3 separate regions of the Mus musculus genome follow, and all the other regions are linked to region 3. A link is a contact called in public ChIA-PET and Hi-C data. All regions are on one chromosome and are shown on one strand. Each heading gives the region's core, a stretch centred on a gene start, on an enhancer-like site or on the middle of the called end of the contact. The rest is flanking DNA. Distances are from core to core; before and after follow the strand shown.

What was found. ChIA-PET counts read pairs in DNA pulled down with a chosen protein or histone mark. Hi-C and Micro-C count contacts between places; a contact is called where the count stands out from the background.
Region 1: an SMC1A ChIA-PET map of the G1E-ER4 cell line shows a contact between it and region 3, with 10 read pairs. The contact joins two enhancer-like sites. A contact is called at or near these places in 1 of 15 datasets of contacts at CTCF or cohesin (the G1E-ER4 cell line), 14 of 484 Hi-C or Micro-C datasets (B cells, CD4 T cells, the G1E-ER4 cell line and 8 more), 5 of 115 datasets of contacts at active chromatin or transcription factors (bone marrow-derived macrophages, double positive thymocytes, embryonic basal ganglia and 2 more) and 4 of 9 other capture datasets (adipose tissue, embryonic stem cells, liver and 1 more).
Region 2: a contact with region 3 is called in a Hi-C map of the G1E-ER4 cell line, with 2.2 times the contacts expected there. The contact joins two enhancer-like sites. A contact is called at or near these places in 7 of 484 Hi-C or Micro-C datasets (the CH12 cell line, the G1E-ER4 cell line, cerebral cortex and 1 more), 3 of 115 datasets of contacts at active chromatin or transcription factors (the SCID.adh cell line, bone marrow-derived macrophages and double positive thymocytes) and 1 of 9 other capture datasets (embryonic stem cells).

What each region holds. Positions count from the first base shown.
Region 1 is chr6:8,272,306-8,276,082 of GRCm38.p6, reverse strand. All of the region lies in intron 2 of Umad1 (UMAP1-MVP12 associated (UMA) domain containing 1), which reads right to left. Among named protein-coding and RNA genes, the nearest start is that of Umad1, 15 kb to the right of the region's middle. Within about 2 kb of position 1,537, at least 69 of the 459 cell types and tissues checked have an H3K27ac peak or open chromatin away from gene starts, as enhancers often do. A contact at or near this core is called in the G1E-ER4 cell line and pancreatic islet, where this site is marked.
Region 2 is chr6:8,346,660-8,350,523 of GRCm38.p6, reverse strand. All of the region lies in intron 2 of Umad1 (UMAP1-MVP12 associated (UMA) domain containing 1), which reads right to left. Among named protein-coding and RNA genes, the nearest start is that of Gm46952, 3.0 kb to the right of the region's middle. Within about 2 kb of position 1,268, at least 20 of the 459 cell types and tissues checked have an H3K27ac peak or open chromatin away from gene starts, as enhancers often do. A contact at or near this core is called in the G1E-ER4 cell line, where this site is marked.
Region 3 is chr6:8,485,054-8,489,146 of GRCm38.p6, reverse strand. No RefSeq gene overlaps it. Among named protein-coding and RNA genes, the nearest start is that of Gm26075, 14 kb to the left of the region's middle. Within about 2 kb of position 1,441, at least 25 of the 459 cell types and tissues checked have an H3K27ac peak or open chromatin away from gene starts, as enhancers often do. A contact at or near this core is called in the G1E-ER4 cell line and pancreatic islet, where this site is marked.

The DNA of each region.
Region 1 (3,777 bases), core at 288-2,787, 210 kb after region 3:
CATTAAAAAAAAAAGAAAGGAAGAAAGAAAGAAAGAAAGAAAGAGAAAAACAGAGATGGGAAAAAAACCTTTTAAAAGTCCTAAATAAAAATAAAATAGGCTTACTGAAATATATGTGCATGCTTTAATTCCCAGAATCAGGAATATAATAGGAAAGAGTCTTTAAGACGACTGATAAAATCTAATTTCATACTTAAGCTCCAAGAAAGGGGGAAACTAAGATATGCACTTCAATATCAAATACTTAAAGATGAAATCCAAACTACTATGAATTACTAAATTAGTTTTAATTTAAAAGAAGCTTAGAGTTATTGTGTCCTACTTTAAGTGCCTGCATATACTGAAGAACGAAATGGGTTCAGCCGTACTGTCATACAATTCTTTTTGTCTCTGTGATAGTTTACTTGCCCAATTTCATTCTCACTCCTCTAAAATTATACTCAATATCTGGTCAACAATATTACTGGAGCAAGAACAATAATCTACATTACTTCTTTTCATTTTATATTCTATTTTTGCTTTAACATAATAAGCTAATGCATGCCTTTGTCTTGGTATTGGATAGAATTATCTGCCAACCCTGCAAAACCCTTTCCTAATTTAAAATAACTACAAGGTTGCACATTACACTAGTAAATTTGTAATCAACTTAAAGATAATGTGTTAAAAGCACAATTAAATGTGTCATAACAGAAGAAGGCCTTGGTAATTACAAACAGTGCCTTGCTTGCTAGCTTTTTAAACAGTAGCTCAAGACTGTGAAAAATCGCCACCCAGTGATGCAAAGGGAAACTGCAATTTGTTTTTGTGTAGATGGAGTACCTGGAGGATTACTTCAACTTCATTACTGAATGAGCTCTAGCCTTCTGCTGTGAATTCTGGGTACACAAGGGAAAGCATGTTTTTCTACTAACCCCACCCCTCACTTTATGCTTAGTCTACATGCTCTACAATCTAAAGAGAGCAAAAGCTTCAGAAGTCCTAGTAAAGAAAAAAGCTTTCCATAAACATGAACTAATTTAGTTGTACGTGACTACTCTAAATACTCCTGTTATCAAGTAAAGTGCCTTGGCTGTCCTGGACCTGAAATTTCAAGTGACCATTAAATAGAAGTACTAGCCGAAAGGAGAAGGTATTCTCAGGTGGAAAAGGAAAGGAAAGGGGCACCATTTTCAGATTTAACAGTGTAACTGACTGTGGCCTCTTTAGAAACTGGTCATAGAGGCTCTAAGGAGATACTGTAACCAATTCTAAACAGTCCATACTGGCAGGGGATTGTTTCTCAGTCATAGACTTTCTCACTGAGAAGCCAGAGGATAAGAAAACAAAACCAATCATTTTTTGCTCCTATAATGTTTCTGGTTCAGATACTAATTTAAAAATCTTAGGTGAATATCTATTGGCCGTTTTTAGTGAAAGTTTACCTGCAGGTTCACTGATCCCCAGTAGGTGGCACTGCTTGGGGAAGTTATGGAAGTTATGGACCTGGAGCTTTGCTGGAGGGAGTCTTGCCGGGCCAGCTTCACAGCTTCAGCCGTCTTCCAGTTCTCTCTCCTTGCTTCCTGCTCTGATCCCTCAGCCTCCTGACCTGGCCTCAGGATACCGTACCTTCCTTCCCTGCTGTTATGGACATCTAGTCCTCTGGAAATATGAGCCCAAATAAACTCTCTCTTACAAGTTGCTTTTGGCTGTAGTATTTTCTCACAGCAGAAAAGTAACTAGTACATATTCCAAAATATGTGAATATGGTACCCTGTTAACAATAAAACTATGAAAAAATATACCACTGAACTTATCTTTTCAAAGTATTTTCATATGGTATGCCCTGAGATTAAAGTAAATATTACATAAAGAGACTGCTATAGAGTGACATGACAAAACAGGTAGTTTACCACAATAAAAAAAATTTTAAAGTTTGTCTTTATAAATTTTAATGGTAATACAATAATTCCTAGTAATGGTTAGAATTTTTATCAGTTAAGTCGATTAAGTCTGTGAATGCTAATGATATTTTACTACAAAAACAATACTACTATGAGCCTTCAACTTCCAGGAGGTTAGTTCTATATAATAATTTAAAAATATTTTAGTTATTTAAAATATCGGAGAATAAACAGTGAGGTAGCCAAATTAGGATCCAAACTTAATAAACAGTGATAAAATGCCAAATTCTCCTTTATTTAAAAGAAAGTACATTCATGTTTAAAAGGTAAAGTACACAATTTAATGTTCTCAGGGGTTTTTTTTGTTGTTGTTGTTGTTTCTGTTTTTTGGCTTTTTCTTTTTTTAAAATATTTTTATTAGGTATTTTCCTCATTTACATTTCCAATGCTATCCCAAAAGTCCCCCATACCCCCCCACTCCCCTACCCACCCACTTCCACTTTTTGGCCCTGGCGTTCCCCTGTACTGGGGCATACAAAGATTGCAAGTCCAATGGGCCTCTCTTTCCAGGCCATCTTTTGATATATATGCAGCTAGAGTCAAGAGCTCCGGGGTACTGGTTAGTTCATAATGTTGTTCCACCTATAGGGTTGCAGATCCCTTTAGCTCCTTGGATACTTTCTCTAGCTCCTCCACTGGGGGCCCTGTGATCCATCCAATAGCTGACTGTGAGCATCCACTTCTGTGTTTGCTAGGCCCCGGCATAGTCTCACAAGAGACAGCTATATCAGGGTCCTTTTAGCAAAATCTTGCTAGTGTATGCAATGGTGTCAGCGTTTGGAGGCTGATTATGGGATGGATCCCTGGATATGGCAGTCTCTAGATGGTCCATCCTTTTGTCTCAGCTCCAAACTTTGTAACTCCTTCCATGGGTGTTTTGTTCCCAATTCTAAGAAGGGGCAAAGTGTCTACATTTTGGTCTTCACTCCTCTTGAGTTTCATGTGTTTCACAAATTGTATCTTATATCTTGGGTATCCTAAGTTTCTGGGCTAATATCCACTTATCAGTGAGTACATATCATGTGAGTTCTTTTGTGATTGGGTTACCTCATTCAGGACAATGCCCTCCAGGTCCAACCATTTGCCTAGGAATTTCATAAATCCATTTTTTTTAATAGCTAAGTAGTACTCCGTTGTGTAAATGTACCACATTTTCTGTATCCATTCCTCTGTTGAGGGGCATCTGGGTTCTTTCCAGCTTCTGGCTATTATAAATAAGGCTGCTATGTATGGCTTTTTCTTTTTGCCTTAAACTATTGAGAAGGCTGGGCTGGTTCCACAACAGGCTTCAAATTGGCAGTCAAGGAGACTATGCCTAAGAACGTGGCAAGTCCAGGAAAGCCCAGGCAAGTCAGTTACTAGAAAAAAAGAACCCAGGCTTCAGGCAGCTAGTCAGAAACTGCCCAGCTACCAGAAGCTGCCCACCACCTGACCTGAGGCAAGGACAGTGGGTCAGCAGCAGTTTCCAGACTTCCCCAGCAGCAGTTTCCAGCCCCCACTCAGTTCTGGAATGTCCCTAGAGATGGAGCAAGATAAAGGTCACCTACTCCAGAATTTCCCTAATGTGCTTTAAATCCCTCACTTTGTGGTCTCCATCTTGGATTGAGAGACCCCAGCATGGTAGATTTCTGCAGGATAAATTACTCTTTGCCTTTATATACTATTTGAGTCTGGGATATCATTCTTCATTGAATCCTGGACCCTTGCACCATCACTAACGGCTTAGGTTAAAACTGAGGACACAGTGAAAACACTGAAACCCTTTCTTCCAGCTCGCTGACATGTGTGGGATTTTATTATTATTTACAGTCGCCATATTGTCAACAGTGCGTCA
Region 2 (3,864 bases), core at 19-2,518, 140 kb after region 3:
GAATTTAGGAAATCTCTTCTAAAAGATCAGGGCGGAGGTTGTATCCATTTTCTTCACAGAGACAAAGGCTCTCACTGTTTCAGAAAGGCTATTCCACTGTTTCCTGAGGTACGGAAAAATGTAGTTTTGTAGCCAATGATAAATTTTCACTTAAATTTGCTAAACTTATTATAAGAGTACTAGGTAAACGAAACAGAAAATAAGTAAACAACTACGTAAACAGAATATAGGACCCAATCAAAATGAGTTCAAAGTCTCTTACCTTCTGAGATTGCAACCAAAAATAAAAATACATTTCTAAGAACAGCTTTATAGTAAGAGGGAAATTCATAATGAAAAAGAAGGTGTGGTGAGGGGAAGAGGCTGGTATTTATATATCTAATGGAATGTAGTGTCAAGCCATGAAAAGGCCCAGAAGTATACAGGAGTGAGAGGCGGTGGGTAGAGCCAGAGCCAGAATGCTCAGGTCTCATCACAGCCTCACTTCTTACACTGCTGCAACGCAGGGCGAGCTAGGTCTTTTCAGCACCTTCTTATAGAATATGCATAACAGCAGTGTCTACCTCAAAAGCTGCTTTGAGGATTAAAGTCATAAGGAAAAGCATTTAGCCCGAAGTATAAACTTCAGTGCTGTGAAGTGGTGCTGGCTGCTGAGGCCAGTGTGGCCTGGAGCTGCTTAGTGGGCTACAGAAGCCATGCCAGCCATGGAGGATTCCTTGAAAGATGTTCATCAAACTGTATAAAAATGCTGCTTTCAGGCATTTCCACACTTGAGACCAAAGTAAACGAGCTTAGGAATGCATAATGTTTAAGCCTATTTTAAGCTAAGAACTTAATTTCTTGGAATGCTCACATTCACAAAACATAGTAGAAATTGTCTTTGGGGCCACACCCTCATGGCATCTCCTGGGTAGAAAAATTTCAAAAGACTGGGCTTGTTTTGAGGGTCTGCCTTTCCCCAGGCTGGAGGCTACAGGAATGAGTAGGATGGAAACCTCACTGGAGAAGGTGAGGGCTTCTGCTGAGCTCACCAGTGTCACCAACATCTAGATCTGCAGCTGGACCATGGCAGGATCTTACAGTCTCAGATAAACGAGCACTGTGACTTAGCACGAACCATCCACATCTTATACAAATGACCAAAGGCACAGTTGTTGGAGAATAAAATATGGGGCTAATTTTTAGAGCAACAATACCTTTGTGTTTAAGTGAAGAACTGTGTTTAGTCCCAGTGCTAGCCAGTCACAGTATCAGGAGAAAACAAAACCAAAACCAAAAACTGGAGAACCTATTGATTTCCTAAAGAAGGCTGCATGTTCAATCAAGCCAGCACATGCAACATTCAGGATAATAATTCAACAAGAAGTAGTTATAGACATAGACATTAGAAGGCTCTGGAATTCTTTTATTACAAGGGTAACATCAAGTGCCCTCTAGACTTGTACCTGGTATACTATTTCTGAGGTGCATGAAATCTCATGGTTTTTTTTTTTTTATAAGAAAGTTTGAAATTTGAGGTAATATTAGCTTATTAATCAGACAAACTTCAATGTCAAACAATAAAATTTTTATTTCCTAATATAAACTGCTGGACTGCAGATTTAAGAAACAAATAGTATGCTACTGTGCATGCCTGGGAGAAACAGTAACTTGTGTCAATATATATTTTTAATTGATTGGATTAACGTGTATATATCCTGGGAGAAAAATGGGCAAGTAGCTTTTGCTGCTTATTTGCAGTGCTTTTCCATCCAACCCCATGTCCTAGCCCATCAGTCACGGCTACTATGTCTGGGTTCTAATGTGACTCCAACATAAAAGCATGCCCCAAAGTACCATAGACTCCAGCATTTTCATATGCATGACAGTTAGTTCCTTGACTAACAATTAGTAAGTGTAGTCCAAGGAAAAAAATCCCAAAGATACTAAATATGAAAAGAATACTCATTTCTGTGGTTTGCTGGAGGGTGTTTATTTTCAACAGTTCAGATACTTATGTGCTGAGCCAATAAGCTTGAAAGAATTCCAGGTCTTCCTTTAGCTAGAAACCCCCTTTTACTGCCCTGTCTTTTAAGAGTAAAGCTAACCTGTTATCTGTCTGGGTTGCTCTTCCGGTAAGTTACACAGATTCTACATTTTTACTGCTGGTTAGTGATCTGTCTCCTTGAGACATGGAAAGCCATGTAAAGATGGAGGCAGGGACTTTTTTTTATCCTTTTCCTTTTTGTCTGGCTCACTATACCTATATCCCTATGCCTTGATCTAATTCTTACCATAGAACTGGAGTTCAATACATATTTATTAAACACATGTATTTTACAAATTAATGTTTAGAACAAAAATGTGAGTTTCTTAAGGTCACATGAACTTATAATCCTCACTATAGGCCTAAGGTAGCACCTGACATAGAAATGGAGCTCCAGAAAGGTTTAAAGGTGCAACTGAAATAAGGGCATGTTAGTATTAAAGCAATATTAAAAAGCAGTTTCAGGGCTTTAGTATTGTTACAAAAATTATTGTACTTATTAAAATCATTTTCATAAGTACTTTAATAAGAAAATATCAGAAACATAAATTTAACCTAAATTGGAACTTTTTCTAAATTAGCAATAGTGTGGTTTAACTAAATATCATTAGTATTCAGGATCGGAACATTATACTAGGAACTAAAGAACATTTTGAGAGAAAGATCCCGAGGCCAGATGAAGACTATGGCTAGTGCAGGAAAACAGCTACATAAAGAACAAAGTGGTCAGAGGCAGAATATGAACAACAGGGAACAGAATTCAGGGTTTTAGTCAATTAAAGTATATTTGAAAAAAGATGTGTTTTTGGAACTGGGAAAGGAATACTGGGAATATGACTTCATATTTTACAGGCAAAAAGCTAATACATCAGATTTATTCATTCTTAAAAGTGACACTGAGAACTGGAGCAAGTAAGTGTCTTCAGTAGGCAGTGATGGAGGGCAAGTGTCAGGGCTGAGACAGGGCAGAGGGGACATAACGGAGAAGGATGGAAGTGATTTCACAGGAAGCAGCAAGACAGCTTCAGAAATAAAGAGAAAATCTAGACACCTACATCAAAACCATTGCTAAGAAAAAGGGCAGGTCCTCTGGCACAGACATTTGAATGGTTCCTGAATGTGTACACTGAGGTCCAGATTATAAACACTGAGGTTGAGTCATCTTACCAGGATGGACAACAGTGGAAATGTGACCTCACTGTTCAAACATGCTGTTGTCAATCACTTCTGGCCCTGTTGCCAACTGTGGGCCTTCAGGTAATCCAGCCCCCATCGCTGCCTTAAAATGTCAGTTGAGCAGCTATATGGCTGGCTGAGACCCTGAGAACTGCCTATGGAGGGGTTCTCACCACTCCCACTTTCCATGGTTCTCAGCTCAGTTTAAATAACTCGATAACTCTGAACTCAGTCACGCCATCTCTATACTCTTAGCCCCAGCCCCAGCAACACAACTAACTCACTAGCTTTCCTGGATGAGCGTACTAGCTCTCAGGCCCCATCAAAGAAGCACGTGACCAGTCGGTACCCAATGTTACCTGAGACATCCCCAATACAACCCCTACTCCTAAGGCAGGGAGCACTGTGGAAGAGAGGGTGGAAAAATTGTAAGCCAGAGGACTGGACATCTACAGCAAGGCACTGTCTCATGTATATCAAAGTCTCAAAATAATGGTCACCTAAGCAAGACCTGAACAATGACAATAGCAGCTGACACACCAATGTGGACGTGGGCTGTGTCACTGGATAAAGAGCAATAGGCATTTAATGGCTGCTGAGAGAGGGAGACTCAATCTTCTCTCAATCAAGCCTGTGACAAGTGATCCTATCCCAAGCAGCCA
Region 3 (4,093 bases), core at 192-2,691:
GCAGACTCTTAGTAGTGTGAAATAGCAGAAGTACACTGGTTTATATTTTTAATTTTTCTTTATTTATTTGAAGGAGTGGGAAATGCACTCAGAACCTCTTACACACTAGGCAAGTACTCTACCACCGTGTTATATCCCCAGACTCAATAATATATTGTTTTTCAAATGGTGAACATATATGTGCATATATTTGTATATGTTACATATGTATAAAATATTTCGATGCATTGGTGAAGCTTAGAAAGTTTATCATATCTATTACTTCTGCAAGAAAATTACTGGAGTTTGCTATTATCTTTCTAAATTTAGTCACAATAAACATGTACTTTATCATATATTATTATATAATTACAAGAAAAGAGCAATAGGGTTTTCCTTTTTAAACAATTAAATAATGAGTATTATAAACCACAGCTGCGGTCTTTAAGGATGCGGTTGCTTCACTGTCTCTTCCTAAGAAGTTACAGGTACCATCCAGTGAGACCAGAGCCCAACCACAAAGTGTGAGACCACAGGAGTCCACAAGCTGATGCAGGACGACCTTCCCTTGTGTCTGTGTTGACGAGAGATGGGGACCTATGCAAGCTGCCTGCTCCAGCCAGGCCACACTTTTGTTCTAAATGCTGGAGTCGAAGAGTCTGTTACTTGAGTGTTGCTTAGGCTTCCACCTTAAAACAGAAGCCCGATTTGGTAAGGCCCTGTTCTCTGGTGTAAGTGCGTTTGTTCCAAGTTTAAAATACTGATAAGCACTGGGTGAATATAACTGAAATGTCCTTCTTTGTCTGGCTAGCAGCATGACTCTAGAATATTGTGCTTCTCTTACCACATATGGGTGTTAAATTACATTTCTGCTTGGTATATTATTCAAACATAAAAGTAGATAGTTTGTTTCCTTAAATCATGTTTTCAGGAATTGTTGAAATACACCTCCGTGCTTTCTTATCTTAGGTGTATATAATCTCACTAGGTTTGCAGAGAAGGCAGACAGCCTTAGGGTCTCAACTGGTATTTAAAGAGATATGCTCACTTTCAGTCCTGGCCAATAATATGACATTATTGTTTAGAAAGAGATAAAGGGTTATGCCTTATAAATTTAGTATACTCTTCCTGTCATCAAATAACAGCTAAAATAATTCTATTGATAAATACCAGAGCCCATATTAAACTTGGCTTATATCTAGATTGCTCCATTTTTTTTTTTCCCAGTGAAGAGCCCAGAAAAACACACCAACCTCTGCATTTCAGGGACATTAGCAACCAATATGCAGTTAGTTGTTGCTCTTCACAAATTGCTCAGAAAACATCTCAGTAGGGGAACCAAAAGGACTCAAGGGGAATTTATTGGCTATTTGTGAAACTGATAACAAAACCTCTCTAAGCCTCCCTGGTAAGTAAAGATAATCCCCGCTTCCATCCTGGTATCAACTGTTAAATAGGATGACGCAGTTAGGAAACAGTTTGTAAGCCCACGCTGGTGTTATCGTTATTGTTCAAACATCAACACTGAGCATATTAAAGCAGGCCGCATTAAGTCCAGCGCTTTAGATGTGGAAGAGAGGGCTGCAGAGGAAACAGGCTGCATACCATTAACACACTGGTGTTCCCAAACAACTCTGCTTGCCTCCTGCGTGTGCTTGTACCACTCCTGCTCTTTCAAGGTAAAGGGCTTGTTCTGCCTCACTGGGAAGGAACTGCTCCCCGTTAGCGGAGGAGGTACCAGATAAAGCTGATGCCTGCCAATCGAGCCTCCGTAAACAGGATTAATAAGAGAAAAGATGTTGGCAGTTTTCTGAGGGCGTCCAGGGAGGCTTTTTTTTTTTTTCAACCAGACATTTATGTGGGCAGCGAACTATGATTTAAACAACTAACGAGAGTTATCAATGTGCCACCAAAACAAGGGCTGGCCTGACGAGACACGCATCAAGCGCTCCTGTCTCTAAGCACACACCAAACTCCCATTAGCTCAGCAAGTAAGGGACTCAAAGGCCCTGAGCTATGATACTCTCCGGGGCTCAAAAGCTCTGGCCTGCTTTCAGAAAGCTGGGATTCTACTACTTCTGTCAACAGAAACAGCAAAGGGATTTTCACGAGCGGTTGGAGTGAAAAAGAAATGAGACCAAATATTGAGAAACTGGTGGGCATTCACTGAAAAGCAACGAGCACGATTTATAAGGCCGAAGGGACTGCCTTCCAGAGGCAGATGAAAGAAGAGAGTCTCTCAGCATGTCCACCAGGGGCTAACCATCCAGGACTGGCTCGTAGGCCACGGCCAAGAGTACTTGAAGGGCATAAACAGCGTGGATGGAGGGAAGTTATTTAGTGTGGTCCGAGGGGACAGAGAAGGAGTGATGGAAATGAAACTCAACATGGAGACGATTAAGGTGGCAGAGCAGGTCACACGCTGTAATGGAGGGTCTATTATTGACTGTGCAGCGCTTGTCCCCTGGGGAGCCAGAATCCCTTTCTCTTGTACTATTTGCAATTGGAAAATGCACTAAAAAGTAGCCAGGCGTTCTGGGGAGGGCAAAACCACCATGTGCCCTCAGAGAACCACTGAGATGGTTTAATAGGCCTTTCCTATCTCAAATTTCTGTGCCGGACCTAGTGTACACAGGGCCCCGAGTTCCCACCACCCGAGCTGCGTCTTTGTTATTTATTATAAAGAGCCAGTGAAGAAATCATCACAGGAAACAATACCTGTGCTACAAAGAGGGAGAGGCCTACAGAGTCCCGATGCTTTCATGCGACTGACTAGGATTCCTTTCACATTGTGCCATAAGCATAAAGAAACATGTCTACCAACTGAGACCTGGGACAGCATGCTCCTATTGACCCCACTCTAAGGCAAAGGACAAGAGGCGTTATCACATTTGGATGTTGGCTTTGAAAATAAAAACAATCAAATAGATGGCTTTCTAATCTAGGAGAAAGACTTACAGTCTATCTTTTCCAAATTTCTTAGCCATGAAAAACAGTGAAGAAGCTATTACCGTGTAGAAACTCGGGCACTAAGGTGTTGAAGGCATGTATCCAACAGACAATTCTGTTTACAGCTGCAGCTGAAAAGAGCAACTGACACATCCTAAAACCTGTGGTGGCACAGGCACACACGTGGGATGATGGCTGCAACTGAAAGATGGAACTTGGAACCGTAAAGACAAGCACTAGCATCATCGTGATTGCAAGAAGGCACACAGCTGTGACCATCGCGGCCCCTCTCACCCAGAGGATGATGGAAGCAGGGTGGCGAACAAAAAACAAGGAGCAAGAGGCTAACAGGAGGGAGGGGCAGTGAGAGACAAAGCAAGAGAAGTTAGAGCTGGGGAAGCCCGCAGATGTCAGCTCTTCACAGGTGTGGGCTATCTCACTTCCTGATAAAATCAGGGTACTGTGGTAGGTACTAAGCGAAACTTGGCGTTCTAGAAGACTGAAGCTTCTACAAACAAATTCGGGGGTTGACCTACAGAGGACAGATATAGGTCAACCCTCATCCTGCTGCTCGCAGCAGCTGTGGCCAATGAGAGACACAGCTGCCTGGCACATTGAGTTAAGCTGCTGCTGAAATCAACAGAAGCCATTTCCTGCCTTTTTGCTGGCTTCTCTAGTCTGGTTAGGACCAGTTTAAGTACAAGCTGAGCACCGCCTTGCTAGAGTTCCTGGAACACTGTTGCGTGACTTCAGCTGATCACCTGCTCCTCTCTCGCTCACCTGAAAGATCTGTTTCTGTCTTCAAAAGGAGGCTTAAGACACAACAGTCCCTCATTACGCAGCATGCTAGCACAGATTTGTAGAACCAGGGAGAGTTTATCTATTTTTACTTCAAAATAATGGTTGGTAAAAAGGGGGAGTCTACACAAAGACCTATTTCCATAGAGGACAGAGCAAAAATTGTTAGGTGGCTGATTCGAGATTACCCAGAAAGCCCATGGTTAAGACAGAAGGAGAACGGAGCGAGTAGGTCTGGGAATCAGGAAATTATGAAATCAGACCCAAAGACTGAACCTCACTGGCCCACTAGGTTAATTAGCAGTTGGAGATGACAGCTCAGCAGCACATGTTCCTACAGGCTAGCTGATTAGTAGTCTGGCAGGAG